5 separate regions of the Mus musculus genome follow, and all the other regions are linked to region 1. The links are chromatin contacts, called in public Hi-C and promoter capture Hi-C maps. All regions are on one chromosome and are shown on one strand. Each heading gives the region's core, a stretch centred on a gene start, on an enhancer-like site or on the middle of the called end of the contact. The rest is flanking DNA. Distances are from core to core; before and after follow the strand shown. Region 1 holds the start of Acadm (acyl-Coenzyme A dehydrogenase, medium chain). Region 2 holds the start of Lrrc40 (leucine rich repeat containing 40). Region 3 holds the start of Ankrd13c (ankyrin repeat domain 13c). Region 4 holds the start of Cth (cystathionase (cystathionine gamma-lyase)). Region 5 holds the start of 4930592C13Rik (RIKEN cDNA 4930592C13 gene).

The links. Promoter capture Hi-C pulls out the DNA fragments that hold promoters and counts their contacts. A called contact is a pair of places that touch in the nucleus more often than the background predicts.
Region 2: a Hi-C map of B cells shows a contact between it and region 1, with 7 read pairs. The contact joins the promoter of Lrrc40 here to the promoter of Acadm in region 1. A contact is called at or near these places in 3 of 39 promoter capture datasets (cranial neural crest, liver and pre-B cells) and 1 of 484 Hi-C or Micro-C datasets (B cells).
Region 3: a promoter capture Hi-C map of pre-B cells shows a contact between it and region 1. The contact joins the promoter of Ankrd13c here to the promoter of Acadm in region 1. A contact is called at or near these places in 3 of 39 promoter capture datasets (the C10 cell line, liver and pre-B cells) and 1 of 484 Hi-C or Micro-C datasets (liver).
Region 4: a Hi-C map of liver shows a contact between it and region 1, with 5 times the contacts expected there. The contact joins the promoter of Cth here to the promoter of Acadm in region 1. A contact is called at or near these places in 1 of 39 promoter capture datasets (liver) and 2 of 484 Hi-C or Micro-C datasets (both in liver).
Region 5: a contact with region 1 is called in a promoter capture Hi-C map of pre-B cells. The contact joins the promoter of 4930592C13Rik here to the promoter of Acadm in region 1. A contact is called at or near these places in 3 of 39 promoter capture datasets (cranial neural crest, liver and pre-B cells), 3 of 484 Hi-C or Micro-C datasets (B cells, CD4 T cells and the G1E-ER4 cell line) and 1 of 9 other capture datasets (liver).

The regions. Positions count from the first base shown.
Region 1 is chr3:153,943,261-153,946,142 of GRCm38.p6, reverse strand. Acadm (acyl-Coenzyme A dehydrogenase, medium chain) reads left to right here and starts at 1,500. Exons shown (of 12, transcript NM_007382.5): 1 at 1,500-1,747. The coding sequence starts at 1,718.
Region 2 is chr3:158,035,208-158,038,089 of GRCm38.p6, reverse strand. It overlaps Lrrc40 (leucine rich repeat containing 40), which reads right to left and starts at 1,408. Exons shown (of 15, transcript NM_024194.6): 1 at 1,214-1,408. The coding sequence starts at 1,364. It overlaps Srsf11 (serine and arginine-rich splicing factor 11), which reads left to right and starts at 1,484. Exons shown (of 13, transcript NM_001379531.1): 1 at 1,484-1,574. The coding sequence starts at 1,485.
Region 3 is chr3:157,945,472-157,948,353 of GRCm38.p6, reverse strand. It overlaps Ankrd13c (ankyrin repeat domain 13c), which reads right to left and starts at 1,354. Exons shown (of 13, transcript NM_001013806.2): 1 at 398-1,354. The coding sequence starts at 827.
Region 4 is chr3:157,923,716-157,926,597 of GRCm38.p6, reverse strand. Cth (cystathionase (cystathionine gamma-lyase)) reads left to right here and starts at 1,535. Exons shown (of 12, transcript NM_145953.2): 1 at 1,535-1,732. The coding sequence starts at 1,568. 1810013D15Rik (a long non-coding RNA gene) reads right to left here and starts at 1,390. Exons shown (of 6, transcript XR_867796.2): 1 at 1,252-1,390; 2 at 352-495.
Region 5 is chr3:157,532,644-157,535,525 of GRCm38.p6, reverse strand. 4930592C13Rik (RIKEN cDNA 4930592C13 gene) reads left to right here and starts at 1,436. Exons shown (of 2, transcript NR_152231.1): 1 at 1,436-1,516. Zranb2 (zinc finger, RAN-binding domain containing 2) reads right to left here and starts at 1,361. Exons shown (of 10, transcript NM_017381.3): 1 at 1,052-1,361. The coding sequence starts at 1,107.

The DNA.
Region 1 (2,882 bases), core at 251-2,750:
TCAAAGCATCTCTCCAGGCTACCCCAAAGTCTCTGTTCCAATGAAGTAGCAATATCAAGATGCTTAATGGAAACAGAGCAAAGAAGGTCATATTTACATCAAAGTACTTTTCAAATACTTTAGTAGAAATGTTACAGAAAAAAAAAAAAAGCCATAGGCTTCCAATGCTATCTGACAACATTTGCCATCTGGTTGGTGGGAGGTAGGTGTGTGCCTGAATATTCTAAAGAATGTACCTAATGGTCACAAAGCTGTTAGCTTACACATAAAGGAAGGCAATAAATGGCTGCCAAGGAGGCTAAAAATGGCACAGATAATGTTGTTTGTGGACCTGGAACATTCCACAATCAGAGGTTTAAACAGCTCATCAGACTAGCAGGCCATTCAAAGGAAGATACCTTTTTCTGGAATGTTCCCTTACAACCATTAGAAACTATGTTTCAGGAAAGATTGTTGATGTTGAAAGATTAATCTTATAGATCTGAGCATTTATCTCACAATGGAATCCACATACCTTTTCTAGGCTTTGGTGTGCCTGACAATGCTACAGGTAAGACAGAGAGAAGATGAGAATTTTTCATTGTTCATTAGTCTCAAAAATAAGCTCCTGTCTCCCAGTTCCTTGAAGCAGAGAGCAAGAGGACTATTGACAGCTTAATCTTTGGCAACTAAGGTACCCAACACTAAGAAGTTTTATAATCTCTCATCTTTATAACACCACAGCTACCATCTCAGACACAAGGTCTAACTGGAAGACAATGGGAATTTAAGCAAAGTTTACAAACTCATGAGCAAAATTTCACTCCCAATGTTCACTGTCTGGGGAGCTTTTGGATAGGCTCAGCTTGGGTTCCCAAGGATGCTTCCCACATCTATATAAGTGGATAATAAGTAGCCTTGAAAACGTTCAGAAAAATAGATGAAATAAACACTATTGTGCTTTGGTTTGTTTAGGTTTTGCTACTTGGCTCTCGCTGGCCTCAAACTCGCAGTGATCTTCCTTCTCAGTCTCCTGGCACTGAGATGTCTTAGTCGCCCTGGCTACACATGCAGCTAATTTCCTATTTAAATTTTAAGGAGTACAGACTACCTATCGATCTAGCCCAGAATTTGTTGTTCCAGTGAATACCGGAGCCATAAAGAATCTGACTCTCCAAGTAAAGGTCACAGCTGACTGCTAGAAACGTCTGGCTGCGCCCTCTGGCCTAGATTCGGGTCCAGCTCTCCCGGGCAGCCCTCTGGAAAGAACGTGACCTTCGGGCTCCGGTGACACTGGGCACACAGTCTTCTTCTCCGGGCCAAGCACAGAAGTTTAGGCTCGGGCAAGGTCGGGAGCAGGACGCATGCGCAGAGGGCCTTCAGGCCACTCCCTCTTCTGGCCCAGGTCCGGACCCGAGACCCTCCCTCATCTAGCCCCGCCTCCCAGGCCACACCCCTTGAGCCTGCAAAGACCACGCCCAAGGTCTTCTGCTTGGACCCGTCATCCCTCTGTCTCTCAGCCGAAGTCAGTCTGAGAGCTCAGACCTCATCTGTGTGTAAAGGGACTCCCTAGGCCACGCCCCCGAGGTCTGCAGACTTTGACCCGCACGCCTCCGCACCCCTAGAGTCTAAGGCCCGCCCCTCTCCTCCCTCCAAGCCACGCCTCCTGGGGGCGGGACCCCCGTCCGTTTTGCTTGCTGCACGGAGGTGGTCGGAGGCAGCAGATCGAGGAGCCATCATGGCAGCGGCGTTCCGCAGAGGCTGCAGGGTGAGCGGGTGACCGGGTGGTATCGGGAGGGTCGGCCCTACGCGGCCTGGGGGAAAGCGGGAGCCTGCGGGCGTCCCCCCGCGCTGCCTGCCGCCCTCCCTCACTGATCTCCGGGCTCTGACCCCTGCAGGCGTGGCCCTGCGGACCTGCTTCATTCTGGGTCAATGGGCTCAGCCACTTCTCTCCAGTCACCCACGCTTCTTGAAGGGAACCCGGTGTCAGAACCCTGCTGTGGCAGAGGCGATCACTTCCAAAAAACTTTGACTGTAGTCCCACCCCAGGAAGGCATCAGTGTGTGGTTCTGTAGCCACGGGCGTGAACAAGTGTTAGGATCCAAACAGGTTGATCCTGGGTGTGCACAGAACACAGGCACAACACGAAGGAAAGGGAAGTGGGCCGCTCCGCTCGCACCAACAGGGTTAGGACGCCTGTGGTTTTGTGATGTACAGGCACCCTTCCAAAAAACAAAAGGGAGACAAGCCTACCGAAGAATTTTCATGAAGCTTGCTTTCTAAATGTTGTACCCTGCAGAGTTTTGTCTCCTAAGCTGTTTTAACCACTAGTTTGTTATATTAGCGATGTGTTCGTACAAACCTCCATTTATACCACCTAAAACTGGACTGAAGTTGCCTCTGGCACCGAAAGCTGTAGTTTTAGAATTTACAACACCATTACTATACAACTCAACAGGTTCTGAAAGCAGAAATTGAAGGGTTTTAAAGTTATTTTTTATTCTGACAACAGAACTACAGGTTTCTTGGTGCCTCCAAGGACAAGAGAGGGAAAGTCTAACACCATAACAAAACAGAAAATGCATTCCTTTATCCTATTTTTCACACCGGGATAAAACCAAGAGTCAAATTTCTAAGTAATTCGTTACTTAGTTATGCTGTAGTTGCGGGCTTGAAGACTAAAGTTAGTAGTGTTCCCATATTGGAATTCCTTGGTTTTGGCAGAGAGCCAGGAATAATAAACGCAATTCTCTTCTGACTTTAGAGTTTCAGAGTGTCGTCGTTCTTTATATTGGGTCTCATTTTGTAGTCCAGGGTGGTGCGGCGCTCACAGCTTCACCTCTGCCTTCAAGCCTGGCTGTCTTATTTTAATAATCTCCAGTTATCTCCTAGGATTAGTGAGC
Region 2 (2,882 bases), core at 159-2,658, 4.1 Mb before region 1:
GTCCTTGTTGCCCTGTAAAACTTCAAAAGTCAGGCTTCCAATGTCTACATTTCTGTCAGCATTCTTATTTTCCAACTTCCCATAACAACAAAACAAACCAAAACACAGTCCATTATGCTCTGCCCATAACATTCAGCTTTTTTCCTAGACCTACATTCCAGAGCCTTCCACATTCTAGCCATATAAAATAGTTCAAATATCCTAGGAACCATGTAGTCAGATTTATCCACTTTCTGGGTACCAATTTCTATTCTACTCTTCTTTCCAGACGCTGTGGTAAAATACCATAACAAAGAACCTTAGAGAAAAAGTTTATTTTAGCTCATAATTTCATTTGCAGGCCATCAGTCAAGATGGCAGGAACTTGGAACAGCTACTCACAACACAACTACAATCAAGAGCAGAGGGAGAAATGAATTAAGGCACGCACACTTTTTTATACGACTCAACCTTTGGATTCAAGACCCAACTTAGGGAATGGCACAACCCACAGTGGGCTAGATCTTCCTACATCAATTATCAATCAAGACAGGTCTTCATAGACGTTCTTCATAGAGAACATGATCTAAATAATCCCTCATTGATTGTGTCAACTTGACACAAGTAATCATCACATTCAGTAAGCATACACATAATGTCTTTACTTAGTCAACCTTACAGATACATAAGTACATTATTAGAAGTGGAAGATTTTAATCAATGCAAGTAGAAAAAAATATTACAGAAAGAATGCTTCACTTCTCAATCCTCTCTTTGTCTCTGTCCTCTCCTACCAAACACATACACTACAAAGGTATTTATTTATACTTAGTAATATGTAGATTTGTGCTTGTTGATCATTCATAGGTTTCTCAGGATGTTCTCAAATTCATATACTCCGCAGCATTTACTCTGAATTAGTACTTAGGATAAGGAGTATGTTTGTCATTGGGATTTTCCTCAAGTGGAAGAAAAAAAAAGGCTAGGCTTGAAAGAAAATTATTCTAAGCTCACAGAGGGGAGCTGGTAAAACGAAAATAAGAGGAAGGCGAATCAAATACCTGCCTATCCTCTATCTCACAGCGAATTTACTCCCAAACTACGATGTTTATCCCGTATTCTGTGGACATCTCAGTGAACACTTCGAGTAAGTCAAGGCCAGTCTTAGCAGGGCCACGGAGCAGGCGCGGGTGGGTGCACAGGGGACCAAGAGGATGTTCGCGCGCTGCCTCACCTTCCCCGAGGTTCCTTCCCGCCAAGTTGAGTTGGCCGCTGCTTCTCGCTGCCTTCAGCAGGCCCTGGGGAACAGAGGGGCCTCTGTCCTTGCCCTCCGCGTGGAATCCCGCACGAGGGTCAAACCTAGGGGCTCTCAGCTGGCGCGACATATTCAAAAGCTCACACCGGAAGCCCCGACCACGGCTGTGACGTTTCAAGGTGCCATGGCTGGATAACCCCGCCCCTTCCGCCTCACAGTAATCCGGGCCTTGCCCTAGCTGCGCGCGCTGATGTCGTCACCGCCAGCTCCCGGGACCGCAGGACCGACGAGCCCTTCCGTTGCCCTCACCAACCTCGCCCTCAGGAGAAACTTCTTTCGGGTAAGTGCGTCTAACGGGCTGAGAGGTCCTCGTGGGGGGAACATGGGCTCCCTAGACAGCGCGGTCGGGCATGGCTGCGCTACCCAACGTCGCATCAGAACGTGGCGGCGTCGAAACCTGAGGCGCGGCCTGTGGCCCTGGGCGCCAGGCCTGGGGATCGCTGAGTTCAGTGCGGTGATCGAATTGATCCCGGAGAACAGGATGGCGAGTGACACGAAGCTTGGCCCTTAAGCTTAAGTACCCACCTGACAGCTAAAAGCTGTGGTGAAGGGCTCGGACTTCGAATCCTGCTCGCTTACAGACTAACTTATGCAGTTGGTCCCACGCTTACGAAGCTCATTTTTCACTGATTTACCGATAATCCAGTCTTAAGAAGTTTTAAAAATAACTTCGGATAATGAAAATGTAAATACTGACCTGGCATGGTGGCGCACGTCTTTAATCACAGCACTAGATTAGGCAGAGTCAAATGGATCTCTTGAATTGGAGGTCAGCCAGGTCTACACAGCGAGTCCAGGACAGCCAGAGCAACAGAGAAACAGTCTCAAAAAAGAAAAAAGGAAAAAAAAAAGAAGAAGAAAGAAAGAAAGCAAAGAAAATTTAAATGCGTAGTTTTGTTGTAAATACAAAAAAGAAAATTTTATTTAATAAGTAGCGATTTCCTGCTTAGTTTTTCCTGGAGTTTACAAAGTATTGATATATTTTCCCAAACGAAGAAGTAGCCCTCAACTATCCAGGGCTGGGGATATAATTCCCTAACGTGGGCAGGGCCGTGAATCCTGTGTCCAGCGCAGACCAAATTCTTTGACTGAAATTGATTTTCTATTACATTCCTCTTTAAGTTTAGTGTTTCTTTTTGCACACGTGAATAGGGTTTCACGTGCCCTGGTGCCTCAGGAGGTTAGAGAACAACTTGAGGGAGTGGGTTTTTTTTTCCACCAACCTGCAGAGCCATCTCACCAGTATGAAATGGTTATGAGTCTGGGGGATGTTTAGAGATTCACTAGAATGCAGCGCCCAGCCACCTCAGTCGGGTTTATAAAGGCAAAGAATGCAAAATTACAATGTGTTTATGTTCAAGCAGAACAAATTTATTTACAGGAACATCAGTTAAAAATATATATCCTTAGCAGTCCTTAACATAGGAGGTCTAATTTTGCCTAACTACAGAGATTTTTAACTTTTAAACATAGTTAGCCATCAACATGTCAGCCATCACAGAAATGAGTTTTTAAATTAATTTGTTTTCTGTGTATTTATGTTTGTGTTTTTTTGCTCTAAGAAAATATCAGATCCTTTGCAACTGTG
Region 3 (2,882 bases), core at 105-2,604, 4.0 Mb before region 1:
GCTTTCAAAAACCAGTGTTTACAGCACGAGGTCAGTGACGGATAAAAACTCACATCTATCTGCGCGTACCTGGGCGGTGAAGACCGGCAAGAAGGGAGGGAGGGAAAAAGGAAACGTTCCCTAAAACCCAGAAGACCTGCCTGGATGTGAGATAGCCCGACCTTTTGGCACTCGCAAAGACTGCCGCAGAGAAAATGCAACCTGTCCCGAAATGCTCAGGTGGAAAAGAAGAAAACATCCTTGCTGCACCCTGACCCCTGGCACGCTCGCTGCACCTGAAAAGACTCGAGGTTTTCCGCCAGAGGAAAACACGGTGCGGGAGAAGGGACCGGGAACCCGGAGGCCAACGGTCACCCCCACCCCACCTCCGAGGGGACGGAAATTAGGCAAAGCTCACCATGATTATCTTTCTGTCCGATATTGTGCGTGCGGATGAGCGAGGACAGTCTCCTCACGTCCCCCTTAAAGACGCACTCGTGGACCGGGTAGAGCGAGGGGCAGCCGCCTCCGTCAGCGACTAAAGCGGGGTTGCTGCCGCCCAGGCAGGCCGGGGCAGGGCAGGTGGCAGTCACTGCGTTGTGCTGCGGCGGGGCCGGAACGCCGGGGCCCGGAACGGCGGGCGCCTTCAGCTGCAGCCGGTGGTGGTGGCTGAAGATCTTATGGCAGGCCTTGCCGCCCTTGCCGCTGCCGCCCGGTCCGCTTCTGCCCCCGGTGAAGGCGCCGCCGAGCGCGGCTGTCGCCTCCTCCTCGCAGGGCTCCAGCACGTCCCCGTCCTCTTTGCTGGGCTTGTGGTCCCTCCGCAGGGAGCGGATCTTCTCCCCGGTCATAGCCGCCGCGGCGCGCGGGACAGGCTCCGGGAGGCTCACCGCGGGCCGAGCCGGCGCGGCGGCGGCGCCGGGCGATTAGAGCGGCGGCCGCGAGCCTAGCACGCAGCATGAACTCCCGGGGCGACCGCGGGTCCGCGACACGCGCATCTCCCGGAGGCGGCGGCCCTCGTCTCGGACGAGGAAAGCCGCAGCTCAAGAGACCACGACCGCACGACGCCCGGCGCCGCCGCCGCCGCCTCCTCCTCACTCGGAAAGACCCGGCGCAGCCATCTTTCCCCGGCTCCTCTCGCGAGAGCTTCGGAGGAAACGCCGCCGCGGAGTGTTAGAGGGCCGCTTCTGCGCTTGGGTCAGGGTCCGGGCAGCGCCCGCGCTCCTCTCGCACAGGGTTCCACCCTGGGCCGGGCCCTGCGGCTGAATTCAGACCCAGACTCAGAGCTCTGACCTGGTGCTCTGGGCCTTCGTAAAGGAGGAGGTCAACGGCAGTTACGAACTCTAGCTTAAAGGCTGAAACCCTGTTTGTCAACCTCCCTCAGAACGACGTAGGAAGACACCACCGGATATCGGACGTGACGTCACTCAGCTGCGCTGGACCTTCAGTAAACACTCGCTAAGACTCTGCTGGGTTCCCTAACCTGTGCAAGGACTTGCTCAGGCTGGCAAGGCTGTAGGCGAGGAGAGATGGCCAGTTATCCTGGAGGAATCTAGGGCCTGACTTTGGAATTCAAAGGCTGTTTATTACACCGGGAATGGAGGATTTTTCAAACAGCTGTTAGTTGAGTGTATTTGGGACAAACGTCAGAGTTAAAGTATGTGGAGGATGCTTACTTGAGGAAATGGAGTAATTGTTTTTAAATAAGTGGGCAGTAACCCGGGTGAGAGATGATGAAAGCATGCTCTGGGATACAGTGAATCCGGAAAAAGCTTAAGACTCCTTTAAAAATGAGTTCAAATTTAGCATATTGAAGTTGGAGGTCCTTGGTGTTTTTACACAGAGTGCTAGTTATACAGTTTGGAATTTTGGACATAAATTCTTTGGAAGTAGGAAACGGATCTTAGATCAGATTCAGGAATTGCACAGTAACCCAGCGAAATAAAATGGTGTAGAACAAAAGTGCCATAAGACGTATAGAATGAATAGTCGAGGTAGTGAGTGGGAATCAAAGCACTGTGTGTGTGTGTGTGTGTGTGTGTGTGTGTGTGTGTGATGAAATTGTGAACATTTAGAAAACTAAACTGAACATGGTGGCTCACATCAATAAGTTCCAGCACTCCAGAAACTGAGGAAGGGCAAAAGGATTGATCACATGGATTCAAGGCTAGCCTGAGCTACAGAGTGAATGCTGTCCCAAAATTAGTAGATGGACCAGTGACATGACATGCCACTGAGCATTCAATCCCTGGGACCCACATGGTAAAAGAAAAGAACCCATTCCAACAAATTGTCCTCTGGTGCATACCCACACACACACACAAAATTAGTCTTAAAAAAAAAAAAAAAAAACAGTAAATAGTAGGTAGGCAGCCAAAATCATGTACCTAATTACTGGCTGCTACCTCTTGATGGATGTTAAAACTCCTAAGTGTTCTTTCAGTGAAATCAAACACCATGAACATTTTTTTTTAAGACAACCTATTGTGGTGGTATATGCTTACAATCCCAGCACTCGGGAAGTAGATACAGGAAGGTTGCCTCAAGTGACTGTTCTCAAAAAACAAACATCTCATCCCTTTAAACTTTGAGGTTTAAGGCTTATAGTATGTAATGGGTAGGGACATCAAAATATGAGTACTATTAAAGATATTTAGTACAAGAAAAATGTAAATTCTGAGATTCTGTAACATCCCAATATAACATAAGGGGAAATTATTAGTTTAAATTGACACAGAAATCAAATTTCAGAAAGTCTTTGTGAAGGGCTTGGAGAGGAGGATCGGCAGTTGAGAGAAGTGGCTGCTTTTTCAGAGGACCTGGGATTCAGCTTCCGGCACCCACATGACAGTTTACAACTATCTGTATGTAACTCCAGCAGTTTCTGACTACCTAACACCCTCACA
Region 4 (2,882 bases), core at 286-2,785, 4.0 Mb before region 1:
GTGTTCTATCTCCAGCATCTACCTTTGTGCTGCTGTGTATCTGTAATAGCAGCTCTCCTACTGTAGAAGACAGAGAATCCACTGAAGCTCCTGGGTGGTCTAGCCTGGGGTAAGCAGTGCAAAGACCCTGCGTCAACAGGGAGGTGGAAGACTGTCCTCTGACCTCTATGGGTGTGCCACACATTCCTCTGCACTCTCAAATACGATAAACAGACAAGTATACAAACAAATAGAAAACATCCATGTTTGTATAACCCAGGGCTTACCAACTGTACTTAGAACTGGACTCAGAACTGTTTCAGGCCCTTCTACTCCTCGGTGTTTTCTGTGATCTCATCAAAATGTACTTACGTCTTTAGAGATGGCTCAGGGAGCAAGAGCATTGCCCGCAGGAGCATTGGTTCCAGAGCACCAGGGCTTGGCTTTCTCTCCCACACGCAGATCACATCTGTTTCCAAATGCAGTTCCAGGGGAATCCAACAGCCTTTCTGACCTCTGTAGACATCAAGTATGCATGTGGTGCAATACACACACACACACACACACACACACACACACACACACAAACACATCGTTAAAATATACTCAGGCTGAGAACATACTTTAAAAGGAGAAATACTAATCAAGCAAGCATGGTAACCCGTTAGTGTTTCAGAGGCTACCCGCTTCCCCTGTGCCTCTGGCAGTGTACACTTGGTTCTGGAAGGTGATTGTGTCTGGAGCTAATTTGAAAAGCATACTGATTGTGTTTGCTCTTCGTAGCTTTTCCAAACCGTAGCTTTTAAAATCAGTTGTTTATTCCTTAACACCTTCCAAATTCGTTCAACAGTGTTTCAAAGTTTTAGGTTCGGGCTGGTGAGATGGCTCAACAGGTAAGAGCACCCGACTGCTCTTCTGAAGGTCCTGAGTTCAAATCCCGGCAACCACATGGTGGCTCACAACCATCCGTAACGAGATCTGACTCCCTCTTCTGGTGTGTCTGAAGACAGCTACAGTGTACTTACATATAATAATAAGTAAATATAAATAAATCTTAAAAAAAAAAAACAAAAAAAAAAACAAAGTTTTAGGTTCGACTTCCCAGGTACAGAAACTCCTTAAATTCCCCAGTTCTCGGACAAGGTGTAAAATTAGGTCAAAGCTACGTCTTTTTGGGAGCAAAGCTTGGGCCTTAAGGCCTGATCTTGGCCAGAGTAGAGACGCGGGCGCTGGTGGCACAGCTGTGGCGGTCCTCAGATCCGAGGGAAGCACCTGCCTGCGTGACCCTTGCCGGAACTCTGGGGCCACGCGAGGCTGCTGGAGGTTGCGTCCCTATCCTGCAGACAAAGGGGATCTCTGGGCTGAGTGCTGCACCTCAGTGCTGAGGTGTCCCACGTGGGCACTGCTCTGTGCCACTGGGAGGCGGGGCAGGAACGATCGGGGCAACACCTCCACTGCCGACCAATAAGCAGGGCCGCTGCCTAGGGACCAGCGATGATTGGTTGCGTCGGCCCCTCCCCACCCTGGATATAAGCGCCAAAGTCCAGAAGGTTTTAGCCAAAGCAACACCTCGCACTCCTGCCCCAGCATGCAGAAGGACGCCTCTTTGAGCGGCTTCCTGCCTAGTTTCCAGCATTTCGCCACTCAGGCCATCCACGTGGGACAAGAGCCTGAGCAATGGAATTCTCGTGCCGTGGTGCTGCCCATTTCGTTGGCCACCACATTTAAGCAGGACTTCCCGGGCCAGTCCTCGGTAAGCAGCCGGGCAGGGCTGGGCTGACTGTGGGAGCGCTCGGGACATGCGCTCTCTGCGATTTTCAGTTAAAAACCAGAACTGTAAGTTGTTGAATTCTGTAGCATCGAAGCTACCTGCAGCCAGTCCTACTTTGAAAAATGAAGGCTCTTGGGCTGGTGAAATGGCTCAGCAGTCGTGCTGACTAGTTTTATATCAACTTGACTCAAGCGAGAGAGGAGGGGACCTCGATTGAGACAATGCCTCCAGTAGATCAGGCTGCAAGCAGGCATTTTCTTAATTAGAGATTGATGGGGGAGGATAAGTCCATGGTGGGTGCCCCCCCCCCCCAGGCTAGTGGCCCTGCGTTCTATAAGAAGTTGGGTGAACGAGCCAGTAAGAAGCCACCTCTCCGTGGCCTCTGCATTAGTTCTTGCCTCCAGGTTCCTGTCCTAACTGCTTTCCATGGTGAACTGTTAAATGGAAGTAAAATAAAAAACTCTTTCCTCCCCAAGTTGGTTTGGGCATGGTGTTTATTACAGCAGGTATATAAAGGTGCTTGTCACCAGACCTGACTACTATAATTCAATCCCATAATCTATAGGATGGAAGGAGAGAACCAACTCCTGTAGTTGTTTTTTTTTTGTTGTTTGTTTGTTTGTTTTTGAGACAGGGTTTCTCAGTGTAGCCCTGGCTGTCCTGGAACTCACTTTGTAGACCAGGCTGGCCTCGAACTCAGAAATCCGCCTGCCTCTGCCTCCCAAGTGCTGGGATTAAAGGCATGAACCACCACCTTAGTTGTTCTTTGATGCACCCAAAGGCTTGCACTCTCCCTCTCTCTCCTTCTCTCCCCCCTCCCTCTCTTCTCTCTGTCCCCAGTCTCTTTCACCCACTCCGTCCCTCTCTCCCTGTCCTTCTCTTCCTCCCTCCCCCCTCAGTCTCTTTCTCTTTCTCCTCTCTCTCACACACTAAACAATGAAAATCCTAGAATTAAGATTAGTTTCAGTCGGTATGTTCAGTTAATAGCTAATGTGTATTTATGTACCAAGTGCGTACTTAAAATCTATGTGTGTTACATGTAGAGTCTCACTGAAGGTTAACAAGAAGGATCCTAGCCTGAACTAAGGTCTCAAGTGTTCAAACTGAGATAGCTGAGATAATAGGGTTATAA
Region 5 (2,882 bases), core at 187-2,686, 3.6 Mb before region 1:
TAAATAAGTAACGACAAAGAATCCACCACCCTATTAAAAAACAATGAATGAGATAAAATAGTGAAAGGAAGTGTAACACTAAACTGAATGGCTCCAGACAACTTTAAGGTCCCTTTTTCTGTTAAAAAAAAATACACACGTTCCAAGTAAAACTGAAAATATATTCTGAAAACTGTCTCCTTGATTTACATATTCAGTACAAATAACATTTAGTTTCTGCCGAGTTTAGGTGTACAGGACTTTGAATGAAGGGTCCTCCCAAAATATACATGGGTGCTTTCAGTAAGAACACAAGAGCACAGTTTTCTACGAGTCACACAGAAGGCAGAGAGGCTGGTGTCTTAATCTCTGAAGGGTTCCAAAGTGTCACACAGTTCCTGCAGTGACAGTCCAAGAGGATCTCGGTTCTAGTCTGCTGACTTGGTATGCTTAGCCTGATATCAGTCTGATACCAACCAAGTGGATCTGAGTGACATCATTTCCTTGCTCTCCACACACTGCCCATGTTATTTCGGTGTTAACTGTAGTCGAGCAATGTATTTTCTAGCAAAGGTACTTCAGGCTAGACGCTCTGCAGTAGACAGAAGAGTAAACCCGGGTTTCCTTCAGCTCTGACTCTGGCTTTCCAAGAACACGAGCTGGTACATCACTTTTCTTTAAAAATAGGGACACCTATTCAGAACGATCTCTGTGGCCATAAGCGGAGCACACCGGCTTCCCGGCCACGTACGTGCCCAGGCCTCCTGCCTCTCGGCAGGAGGATGAGAAAAGCCAAGTCACTGGGGACGGATCGCAGGCCCGAAAGCACGGCGGCCGCAGGGAGGGAGCGAGGGACGGAGGGAGGGAGGGACAGCGAGCGGCCCCGGCAGAGCTCGGAGCAGGGCCACTGAACCGTGAGCTCAGCTCCGCGCGGGGTCACGTGCGGGCCGCCCGCGACCGCTCAAGGCCGGCAGCGACCGCCCCGCCGTCCCCACAAAGGCCGCGACCCCGTCGCCGCCCTCACAGGGACCTCCCGGCCACCCCAGGTCCCACGGTATCCCGCCACGCTCACTTCTTGTCAGGGCAGATCCAGTCCCCGTCACTGACTCGGAAATTCTTGGTCGACATCTTGGACGCCAGCAGCAGTGCCGCCCGCAGCGACGTCCCCACCGGAGCCGCGGGGGCCTCGCGCCGGGCTGTCCTCGCGCCGCCGGACCCGCCCTTCCCTGGGGTGGGGGAGAACTCACACCGCCGGACCGCGAGCCTGGAGCAGCGGTGCGGAGACGACGCCCAGGAGCCAGCAGCCCGTCCTGAGGCTCTGCTTCGCTTCGGCCTTACCGAGCTCCTGAGCAGGCGTTGTGAGGACAGCCCGGCCCGGCGGCCATCGCAGCCGAGTTCTCCGCAGGCCGAAGGACCCTAGAGAAAGGCGCTTCCGTTTCCGGGGCGGGGCTAGGGCGCAGAGGCGGAAGTGACTCGGCGCGGCTCGATAGCCCACGGGCTTGCGCGTTGCCTAGGGTTTACTGGGGCGAGCAATAAGGTGGGAGGCTCGAGTCTTTGGAGAAGATACTTTATTTTTATTTTTGGACAGAGACTGAGGATTAAACCAGGTTGCCCCGGACATTACTGTTTCATACATACCACTTGGAACCTCTGTCAGGCTTCTGTAGGCCACGTCAAAAAGATAAACTTTTTTTCCTGTGAGAACATAGGGTCTCACTTTTAGCTCCACCTGGCTTGTGTAGTTAGGCTGCTTAGTATTTGGATGGAAAAGTCATATTAATGAAGGGAGATATCTCTCCTTCTTGGGCTGTTGCTTAAAAACTTAGCTTTAAAAATATTTAATATGTGTGAGAGATAAGCCCTGTACACAGAGGAGCCACCCCAAGGTTTTAGAAATAGGAAATAGTATTGATACAATTCTGACCCCAACTCACTACCTTTCCCCAGATTTAACACTGGCCCTTTGGGTTTATTCTCGTTCTTTATAAAAGATTTAGTTCATATACTGTATGCTTATTTTTTAAAGTGAGAAATGGTACAATTTACTGTGACAGAGGGTTGCTTTTAGTTCCGCGTAGTTTCTGAGTTTGCAGTTAGTTGCATGTAGCTCACTTTTATTTCAGTCATGCATATTCACAATTCTTTCTTGTGACAGTTAAGCCCCAAACCCTGCACTTTGTCACAACGTGCATTCAAGTATTCTTTTTAAAAGATTATTTATTTTATTTATAGGAGTACACTGTAGCTGTCTTCAGACACACCAGAAGAGAGCATCCGATCCCATTACAGATGGTTGTAAGCCACCATGTGGTTGCTGAGAACTGAACTCAGGACCTCTGGAAGAGCAATCACTGCTCTTAACCACTGAGCCATCTCTCTAGCTCCCCCCTCCCCCATGCAAATATTCTTGCAAATATTCTTACAGTTAACACCCAAATCTATGTTTTGGCATTGTTGATCAACTCTCGTGAACATTTGTGCACACGGGTTCTGGCATTTATATTTCTCGCATATAGCTCTTATCCAGGAGAAAAAAAAATCATTAAACTGCTTTGGTTTTAATGTCTAACACTTTTGATACTTATATTCATCTTGATCATCTCACTTGAAAGCTCTTGGATGTATTTTATTCTGATAATTGTCCACACCTTCCCAGTTATTTCATATTGTATAATCACTGATTTTTTCCTGGATTTTTATCTTGGGTAATGTGGAATTTTTATTTTCTTTTAGCAAGCAATCCTGGGGTTGGCATCACAGGCTCAGTCTTGCGTGTGAGTAATGGTTCTATATCAGTTGGCACCGCTGAGTATTAGCTGTGCTTTTATGTGTGTGGGTGTTTTGTCTACATGTATGTCTGTGCACCATATGTATGCTGGGTGCCCTCAGAGGCCAGGAGAAGG